Linked DNA regions of Manis pentadactyla: region 1 is linked to region 2. The links are chromatin contacts, called in public Hi-C maps. All regions are on one chromosome and are shown on one strand. Each heading gives the region's core, a stretch centred on a gene start, on an enhancer-like site or on the middle of the called end of the contact. The rest is flanking DNA. Distances are from core to core; before and after follow the strand shown. Region 1 holds the start of GPR84 (G protein-coupled receptor 84). Region 2 holds the start of HOXC10 (homeobox C10).

Evidence for each region. Hi-C and Micro-C count contacts between places; a contact is called where the count stands out from the background.
Region 1: a contact with region 2 is called in a Hi-C map of fibroblasts, with 5 times the contacts expected there. The contact joins the promoter of GPR84 here to the promoter of HOXC10 in region 2. A contact is called at or near these places in 2 of 3 Hi-C or Micro-C datasets (fibroblasts and skin fibroblasts).

The regions. Positions count from the first base shown.
Region 1 is chr10:38,634,643-38,639,758 of mManPen7.hap1, forward strand. It overlaps GPR84 (G protein-coupled receptor 84), which reads right to left and starts at 3,251. Exons shown (of 2, transcript XM_036915342.2): 1 at 2,835-3,251; 2 at 1-2,368. The coding sequence starts at 2,360. The coding sequence ends at 1,164.
Region 2 is chr10:38,329,061-38,333,868 of mManPen7.hap1, forward strand. It overlaps HOXC10 (homeobox C10), which reads left to right and starts at 1,775. Exons shown (of 3, transcript XM_057486714.1): 1 at 1,775-1,950; 2 at 2,088-2,613. The coding sequence starts at 1,897. It overlaps LOC118927170 (a long non-coding RNA gene), which reads right to left and starts at 1,531. Exons shown (of 3, transcript XR_005030737.2): 1 at 1,326-1,531; 2 at 1,044-1,147; 3 at 1-484.

The sequences.
Region 1 (5,116 bases), core at 2,001-4,500, 310 kb after region 2:
GCATTACTGTAAACATGACTCACATTCCATCCTCAGTACCAGCACAGTGTCCACCCTGCTCCTCCCACCTCAACCAAGTAGAAAATAAGTATCCCATGAATAATATATGTCTACTTTTTCACTTTTCTTCTTAAGCTTTGGTGAAAAGGGAGAGGTGCAGACCCCTGGATCTCCACCCCTGCTCGCTGGCAGGGAAAGGGGTGGTCTCCGGACTCCCAGCCCCTTTGACACCTTCTGTCCTCAACAAGAAAGCCAGAAAGGAAACACAGAGAACCAGCGTCACCTGGTGGCCACAGGTACTTTATCCTGTGTATACAAGCACATGGATGATAGGCTGTTCGTCATGCTGGAAGAGGGGAATGGTATGATCTCCCCTCAGCCTGGCCCCTTAACCCTCTTAACTAGAATCTCTGTTTTGTTCTCATAAGCCCGGATGACAAAAGCAAATCTGGAGGAAGTGAGGGACCAGGACCTAGGTGTGTTACCTCTGACCAGTGTGACTCTTTGAGGGCAGCTGGAACCCCTGTCTACCATTGCCTCAGTTAAGCTCAGTTCAGTTTACGCAGAGCAAGGAGTCCTCCTCCGTGGCAATTCTCTTAAGATAGGGCAAAGGCCAGGGAGCTGGATGGCTCACTGGAGTGGTTATCAAAGCTGGATTACAAAACTTTTTTGAGCTGAATAAATCTGTTTGTGGGAATGGAAGATCCTGGCAGAAGTAGTCAGGGGCAGGGGACATTTCTGGGAAATTCAACAAAGAAAAGAGGTCGCTCCTCTTAAACCAACTCAAATGTTTTATAGCTGGAAGCCCCCCAGCAGAAGGTTATGTCCCTGATAGACTGCTTCCTCTTGCCTCTGTTCTGACCTAGGTCTCCCAGAACCTTCAACTATTATGTTCCGACTGTACATCAACTCTGGCCTATTTCCTTCTTCAAAGACCATAGCTGATCCTTAAAGGGATAGAATTCATTTATTAATAATTAATAATGTACCTTGGGCAGCCTAGGTCTGAAACATTGATCAGGGATAGAGAGGTCTTGTTTGAGGGTGGAGGAAGGTTGTCTGTGAAAATATCCACAAGTCTTTCTCTCATCTACTTCCATACCAGCTGGTTACTTTAGTTCCGGAAGGGACAGTCCTGGATTCTGGTGACTGGGGACATAGTTCTAGTGGAGCCTACGGAAACTCTGGGGTCCTCGTTTTAGGAGGGAGCCATAGGCTTGGCGGAACTGGCGGTTCATGGCTGCATAGAGCACAGGATTGATGCAACCATTGAGCCAGGTGAAGTTGGCAGCAAGCATGTGGACAACCCGGGGAGCCTGGACCTTGGCATCCAGTATATTGAGCAGCAAGAAGGGGATGTAGCTCAGAGCAAAGCAAAGGAACACAGCAAAACACATCCGAGTCACCTTCCTAAACTCTGATGGAGACTCCTGAGCCCTTTGGCCTGCTTTAGTTGCCCCGGTTCTGGCAGGTGCTTCTGGAAGGTGTTTCTCTGTCATCTGCTTAGCTACCTTATTGCTGTGCTGGTCCCCCACTTCTGATGAGTCCCTTTCCGGGGTCTGGGTGGTAGCAGTACTGACTGGCTCAGATGAAATCCCCTCGCTGGTCTCTCCGGATGCCAACCTGCTGCTGTCCAGCTCCTGGAAATGACCAGGTATGGACTCATTTGTCCCAGCCACGTGGTTGGAGTGGATGCTTGCTTGGTGCAGCTTGTACTGATCCAGTGCCCGTGCTGTTCGCTTCACCTGGCGGTGGATGAGGCAATAGAAGATGCTGACACTGCTGAGCCCAAGCACAAAGTAGATGCCCATGAGGATGGTGGTGTAGGGCCGGCCTTGGATTCGGTCAAAGCTGCAGGTGCAGACTACGGGCACCAAGATATAGATAGGCCAGAGAGGGGCGAAGCTGGCCACAGCCAGCACCCATGTACCCACCAGTGCCAGCACTATTCCCTTGGCACTGAAAACTTGAGGAAAGAGCTTGGGATGAGCAATGAGGAGGTAGCGTCCCAGGGCGATAAGACAGAGGGTGAGGATGGAGACAGAGTTGGATGCAAAGAGGAGGAGCCCAAAGACCCTGCAGAAGGTAGCACCAGTGCGCCAGTATAGGTGGAGGTAGGTGTCCACAGAGAAGGGCTGGAGAAGGGTGCAGTATAGCAGATCGGCCACTGTGAGGTTGGCAATGAGTAGGTTGAAGCGGGTACGGAGCTTGGGCTGGATGGCCAAGGCCAGCAGGGTGAGCACGTTGCCTATGGTGCCTGTCACAGCCACCACCACCCCCCAGCTAACTGCAACGTAACGATAGCCCAGCACAGACTCATGGTAGCAGGAGAAGTTGGTGTTGAGGTTGGTGTTCCACATGATGGAAGCTGAAAAGGGAGGAGTAGAAGAGGAACAGGGAGTCAGAAACCTGGTCTGGAACTTAGACCTGAACAGCTCTGGGCCTCAGACACCTGAACTGCTCTGGGAGCTCACCAGCCTCCCAAACCATTCCAAGCCTCTTCATCACAAGATCCCCAACATTCTCCTTAGGCTCTTTTAGTCCTTTCCCATTCTCAAAGATTTCCCAAATGCTTATCTAAGTATCTCCTAGTCTCTGTCCACAACAGACTCCAGGCCTCCTCAGTATCCATCCAGATACTCTCAGCAACCTCAGTGCCCCCCAATCCTTCCAATTCCTTCCATCCCCTAAGGTCACCCAGGATTCTCCTCTCTGTATGCAGGATGCCCCTGTAGTCCCTTCTGTGCCTGTCCATTATGCACATATACAAACCTGTTTTAACCATCTGGGAGATGAGTAGACAGAGAAAGTAAATCTACCACAAAAGTACTCACCCAAGTCTCCCAGCCTTCAATTCTCCCTCCAGTGGAAGAAGTCCAACCCACTGAAAGAGTAATTCTTTCTGATGGGCAGTCAGGCTTCAAGTAGGAGGTATCCTGCTTTTGGTTCTCTTTTTATACTAGACTAAAAGAATAAGAAATTCCCCAGTTGCCCAACTTTAGCTACTTCCTCCCTTGTCCTCGCCACCAGTCCTACTCATTTTTGTTTTGGCCAGTACAATCTGGGCTTCTCTGTTGAAATTCCCCTGCTAGTTACACCAAACCTGCCTCACTCCTTCCTTTCTCCTTTCTGAGACCCAAGCTCTGTTTCCTTCCTTTCTTTGCATGGTGGGTCATGATAAAATCATTGCCAAGAAGTGTTGGGACATGGAAACGGATCATCAGAATATCTGGGCCACTTTTCGGGGGGCCAAAGGACAAGGACAAGTTCTAGGAGCAACTCTAGGCACCCAAGAAGCCTTGGGTTACTGTCTTCCTTCTTGGTGGTTCTCAGAGATGGTTCAAGTCAGAGGGTTCCATGTGATACCCTAGCACATCTGAGGAAAGAAGTCAGATGAAGATATGTGAGAAATGAAGCAACTAGGATTTTGGCTTCCCTCCCCACAGGGTGCAGGCCCCTGGGCAATCATTCATTCATCTGTTCACTTGACATATATGTGCTGAGTGCCTACTATGCTTCAGATCCTGAACTGGATACTGGGGGTACAAGAAGGTAGGTACATAGGCTTGTGCACAGTCTAGCAGAGAACACAGATATGTAAGTATATAAATGCTTAATTGGTTCTCTAAAGCCGGGGTTCAGCAAACTTTGGCCTCTGGGCCAAATCTAGACCACCTCTCTTTTTGTATGGGCCAGGAGCCAAGAATGTTTTTTCCCTTTTTAAATGGTTACATTTTAAATGATTACATTTTTAATAAAGTGTTTCCTGACCCTTAAAGTATTTCAAAGACTTAAGAGAAAAGGAGCTAATTGCTAAGGAGGAGGTAAGGAAAGAGTTCACAGAGAGATACCTGAGCTGAGTTTTGAATGATCAATAGGGCTTTGTTGGGAAGATAAGAGGAAAGACATTCTAGGCAAAGGGAACAGGATGCATAGAATCAGAGGTTTTGGTAGAGGTAAACAAGAATGTGAGGTAGGGAGCAACAGAGAAGATTCTGGAGGGGTGAGCCATGATAAAGGAAGGCCTTGTGTATCATGCTAGGGAGCTGGGGTTTTATCCTGAAGTCCATGAGAAATTTGCACTCAGGTAGCTGTGGGTAGGAGTGAAAGACAGAAGTAGGAGTAGGCCAGAATTGAGAGAGAATTGTTAAAGCAGCACTTGTTCACACAAGAAATTGACAGGGCCTGAGTTAGAACCAGGGCTGGCTTCATGGGCATGCCACCTGGGTTATCACACAGGGCCCCACACTTAGAAGGGTCTGGTGCTTGGTTTAATGCTCTGTAGTCACTGTCCTGAGATCCTTTTTGAACAAGTGGCTCTGCTTTTTCATTTTGCACTGGACCCCACAAATTATGTAGCTAGTCCTGCTTAGTGCAGTGGTTGTGGGAATAGAGAACAGTGGATGATCAGAATCACTAAAGAGTCAAATAGGACTTATTTAGCGATTCATTGGAAGAGGTGTTAGGAAGAGGGAAGACTAGGATAACACTCAGTTTTCCTGGTGGATTATGGTGCTCTGAATTGGTAAGATAGAGAATGTGGGATGAGCACATTTCCTTAGGAAAAGGGGTAAATGATGAATTCAGTATTAAAGCAGGTTTGAAGTGTCTCTGGGGCCTATTAGCATCCCAACCCCTTTATTCCTAGTTTCTTCCAGCCCCCTATTTTTCTTCTCACATGTGACCTAGCCTGTGCTTTTCTCCACCCACTCTCCTCTAGGGCTACTCTTGCCCCTCAGATTTCTGGATCTCCAGTCTCTGTCTTTTTTGTTTTTTAGTTAGACAGACCTGGAGAAAACAGACAAAAAACAATCTCCAACTCCTTATTGAGTTCCATTTCTGAATCCACAGTGAACTGCCATCCCCAGCTTCACAACTGACAAACCTAGGAGGCCCCTCTTCCCCTCTCCTTCCTCTTGAGTAGTCATCATCTCACCTTCCTTCCCCCTTTCTTCCAAAAGACTGGGAAGTGGGTAGAGAAGAGGAAGTGAGCAAAGAAGATGCAACTCAGGAAGACACCATGGATATGCTGGGTTTTGGTTTGGTCTTTTTTGTTTGAGCTTCTTGTCACCCAGCAGGGCTAGAGGGCAGGGGTCACAGAGTCACTGGCTGCTCT
Region 2 (4,808 bases), core at 525-3,024:
TCCCGCGGGGTGGGCGGTGGGACAAATGGCTCCCTGGATTGACGGCTGCCGAGGCTGTCCCAAGTCTTGTCTGGGGCCTAAACAGCCTAACCTTGCCCAGGCCAAACCTGTGCTGAGCCCACCGCTAACCCTGCAAATGAAAGCACAAAACCATTTCAGATCTCCTCTGGCTGGCCCTGCAAGCAAGTCACACATTACATATTTTCTTCCAGTTTTCCCGAAATTCAGGGACCCCTTTGCCTTCTCTCTCACCCCCTGGATGAGAGAATTCGGCGGATTTCTTTCCGAAGTCACGTTCTAGCAGCGGGGGCTTGGGCCTCCCTAGAAGCGATCCAGCCTCCTCACTTCACGCCAGGGCGCCTGGAGCTCCGATCCTTTTCCCAGCCACGCTCCAGCCCTTCCGAAAGTCGAAACCCGAGGCGGCTTCATCCAAGGGAAAATGCGGGGCAACCGGAAAGACAAGTTATTCTCCAGATTCCGTTTCCTGAGGAAGGGGTGGAGAGTTTAGTTCGCTTTGGGAGAATGGCGATAGCGACATGGATAGAACTATGTGAAATATACCTTGTCTCCCATTTCTCGACACCCTTTATTAAACAATAAAAACCACAAAAATAGACTGGTCCCTGTTCTCCTTTCAAAAATGCCCCCAGCTCATTCGCTCTGGAAAGGACATTTCTCTCGGTCATATTTTTTGTGGCATCTGGTGTCCTGGTTTCCTGTATGATCCATGACTCCTCCAGAGCAGCAGAGACCCCGAGGATTTTCCTCTTTCGCTCTGGGATATTCCCTGTTTTAGTTGGGGCAAGGTCATTTGGAGGGCCGCCAGGGCCTGGAGCAAAAGCAGCAGAACCGACTCCAAGGCCAAAGCCTTCCCGCCCCTGGGATGGCAACCCAGGAGCCGCCCACCCTGCCAGGCCCAGGCGGCTGCACTCCCAGGTCGGGGAACCGGTGCCTCTGGTTGCCGGCTTCCTCCTGCCCCGACTCCTAGATTCACTCAGAACCTCCTTTCCCCTCAGTATCCCTAAAGTGATGGTGACCCCTACCTGGTCCACCCCAGAGAGAGGAGATTCCACTGGGAGCTTGCAACTCAATCAGCTTCCGTGACTGAAGGTCCCCAAACTGAGTTCCCAGGCCAAACCTGACGAACCTGGACGCGGGAGAGCAGAAACTTTAGTTTTGTTTGGGAGTCCTAACTTTTTCTCTCTGTCTTTGCTCACAGGAGCCCTCCCCCCACCCAACCTCACCCAACTCCCATTCCCGAGGGAAGAAGAGGGGGCGGGGGTCAAGGAGAGGAGAAAGGGAGGTGAGAAGAGGGGAAGAAGTACCTGAATCGTGTCTTGACCTTTTAATTTGAATTTGACTGTTTTGAGCCCCGAGTTGCCTCGCTTTCTCCCTTTCTCCCGCATTTGCCCCCTCTCCGCTCCCCTCTCCCCAGGAGTTACAGGCTGGTTCCTGGGTAAACAAGCCCCATTCTCCCTAGAGCCCCCCTATCTTACTCCACCCGCTCCTGCCCCTGCCGCCCCGGGGGCGCTTCCTTTGTTCGCGGGGATGGGCTCCCGCGCCCCTACCCCAAGGTGGCTGCTAGGTGGCGCTGTTACTCCACGCTGAGCCCTCCGCCTGCCGACAACTTGACCCCGCTGACGTCACGGCCGTCTGAATCATCAAGGCCATTTTCAAATCCCATTGGTCTAGCCGTCACATGGTGAGGACCGAATACACGGATAATTATGGAGCTGATATTCCCCCCCCCCTTCTTTTCCCTCCCGCCCCTCCAACAGCCCCCCACCCTCCCGGATAGGGAAAAAAAAAGATGTCAGCTCCTCCGCTGTAGTATTGCTCCTTAAAAACCCCTCTCTCTGAAAATGACATGCCCTCGCAATGTAACTCCGAACTCGTATGCGGAGCCCTTGGCTGCGCCAGGCGGAGGAGAGCGCTATAGCCGAAGCGCAGGCATGTATATGCAATCTGGGAGTGACTTCAACTGCGGGGTGATGCGGGGCTGCGGGCTCGCGCCCTCGCTATCCAAGAGGGACGAGGGCAGCAGCCCCAATCTCTCCCTCAACACCTACCCGTCCTACCTCTCGCAGCTGGACTCCTGGGGCGACCCCAAAGCCGCCTACCGCCTGGAACAACCTGTTGGCAGGCCGCTGTCCTCCTGTTCCTACCCACCTAGTGTCAAGGAGGAGAATGTCTGCTGCATGTACAGCGCGGAGAAGCGGGCTAAAAGTGGCCCCGAGGCAGCCCTCTACTCCCACCCCCTGCAGGAGTCCTGCCTCGGGGAGCACGAGGTGCCTGTGCCCAGCTACTACCGCGCCAGCCCGAGCTACTCCGCGCTGGACAAGCCGCCCCACTGTGCCGGGGCCAACGACTTCGAAGCCCCTTTCGAGCAGCGGGCCAGTCTCACCCCGCGCGCCGAACATCTGGAATCTCCCCAGCTCGGGGGCAAAGTGAGTTTCCCTGAGACCCCCAAGTCCGACAGCCAGACCCCTAGCCCCAATGAGATCAAGACCGAGCAGAGTCTGGCGGGCCCCAAAGGCAGCCCCTTGGAGAGTGAAAAGGAGCGGGCCAAAACCGCCGACTCCAGCCCAGACACCTCGGATAACGAAGCGAAAGGTAAGGTCGCTGGGGCCGCGGCCCGGCTGGGACGCTCGGGCACTTGGTCTTCGTGGCCGGGGTGGGAGCGGGGGGCGGGTTGGGCCGAGGAGGCCTTGGACGTCCCGGGAATGAAATCCCGGCTTGCGACTCGTGTTTGCTGAGCGCCAGGCTGGTGGCGCGTCATTTGGTTAGGGAAGGTAAGCGGCGAAGTGGAGGTGCTGGGCCGGCAGCTGCCGTGGGCGCCGAGACCAGGGGGTGATGCGCACCACCGGCAGTCTGCAGGCGCCTTATGCTGCCAGGGCGGGTGACCGCTCCCGGGTGGGGGCAGGCTTTGGTTTGCTTGCTCTGCGCTGGTATCCTGGTGGGGTCTGATGTCCCCAGCTCAGGTCAGAAGCTTGCAAAAAGCTTAAAATGGCGATCTTGTGCCAGGGTGTAGGGAAGGCTTGGGAGAAGGGGGATTTCCCTTTTCTGCGTTTTCCCAGTTGAAAATTGTTTCCTGCGAAGCGCGATTTGTTGTTTGTGGGTCTGATTTGTGCGTGTGGTTTGGGCTCCTTCCGTTTTGGGCTCGGCCAGGCCCCCAGGCAGAGGGGCTGGGGCGGGAAGAGGTGGAGGTGAAGAGCTGCCCGCCTCATCCCTCCTTTCCCCAGACGTCTGGCTTGGGGATGGTGTTGGAACAGGGCATTTGGAATGTTAAGTTATTTTTCCTCCCCTTTAATATGTTTTTATCTTCTTTTTTTCTAGTCAAATAAAAAAAATTTTTCATTGGTTTCCAAAAGCAGCTTACGAACGAGTGGTTGGGGAATTTCTGTGTGCGTGGCAAACGGTTTTCTCCTGAAAGGGAATGTGGCCTTGGTTGGATTTCCTTGTGATTTTGGTTGGAGAAAGAAAGTGTAGCCAGAGTTCAAGCTCAGGATTCAAGATTCATTTCTACTGCAGGAACGGGGGCCTCCAGGACCTTTCTCTGACACCTGGAGAAAAAATGTGGAGGAAGCAAGAGCAGTGGAGGGAGGCTGAGGGAACTGACTTGCCCTGAAAAGTTGGAGCAAAAAGCATCAGAAAAGGCCCAATTGGGAGGGGAGGGTTACTCGTGCTCTAGGTGAAACTGGCTACTGGAGGTTGTATAGAAGAGAGGCTTGCTGGGTGTGGAGGCAGATGAAATACTGAGAACTGAGCAGACTGGGGTGGCCTGGATCTTGTGGCGCTTTGTATATGGATGCAGCACACACACATGCCTGGCAGCGACCTGTGTCACACTCACACACACCCCTCTTGCATGCTCTGCTCACACGCATGCCCGCTCATACACGCACACGCGCTCTTTTGGCGGGCAAGGGCAGAGCCTTACCCTCTTGGGTCTATTCTGCAAAGGTGGCCTTGGCAAATCAGCCTGTAGAGACTGCCAGAAAATGAGCAGTGTTCATGAGGGTGAGGGAAAGGCACACACACCCACAAAGCCTTCACTGTGGTTCATGTGCATATGAAAATTTAATTTTATATCCTCGCCCCAGACTCTAAGCTTGGTTGGGGTGCAGATTTAGGGTAGGAAAAGCTGTGTTCTAGCCCCACCAAAAGCAAAGTCAAGGTTAACAAGTCTACCTCCTAACTTGAACTGCCCCCATTGCAGTAGGCTCCCCGTTCTCTCCTGGCCTCCCCACTGCAACCTAAGCCCTCCCACCCCAACTAATCCCTCTCAGTCTGCACTTTGCTTCTGCCTTCTTACCTCCCCTCCCCCTTTTGGTGTTTCTACCAAACCAGAGGCAGGAGGGCTTTTGACCAGACTTTCCCATTTGTAATTCCTCCCCTTCCCCCAGACCCAACAACCCTAATAAGAAAATTAAAAGGGCAGAGTTGAACGTGGAGAGCCTTTAAACAATTTGGCAGGAGGCTGCAGGTGCAGAGGGGGGGAGCAGAACTAAGAATATTTGGATGTTTCAAACTACAGCCTCCAGTTATCATTTTTCTGGTGCTCCTGGGGGCTCCTAGGGTTCCCGCCCCACTCCCCAGCGAGAAAAGACCCAGGAATCTGCCAGTTTCATTTGGCAAAGGGGGGAGATAGAGGCCAGAGTCATAGCAGGGTCCTTTGCTGAATGCCTCTCTTGGGTCTCTGGACTCTGGGTTTTTCCCTAGAAAAGATGGCCAGGGTCTCTTCTGTTTCTTGAGGAGAAAAGCTGGTCCATTTCAGCAAGAATGTGTGTCAGGGAGAGAAGCTGTCA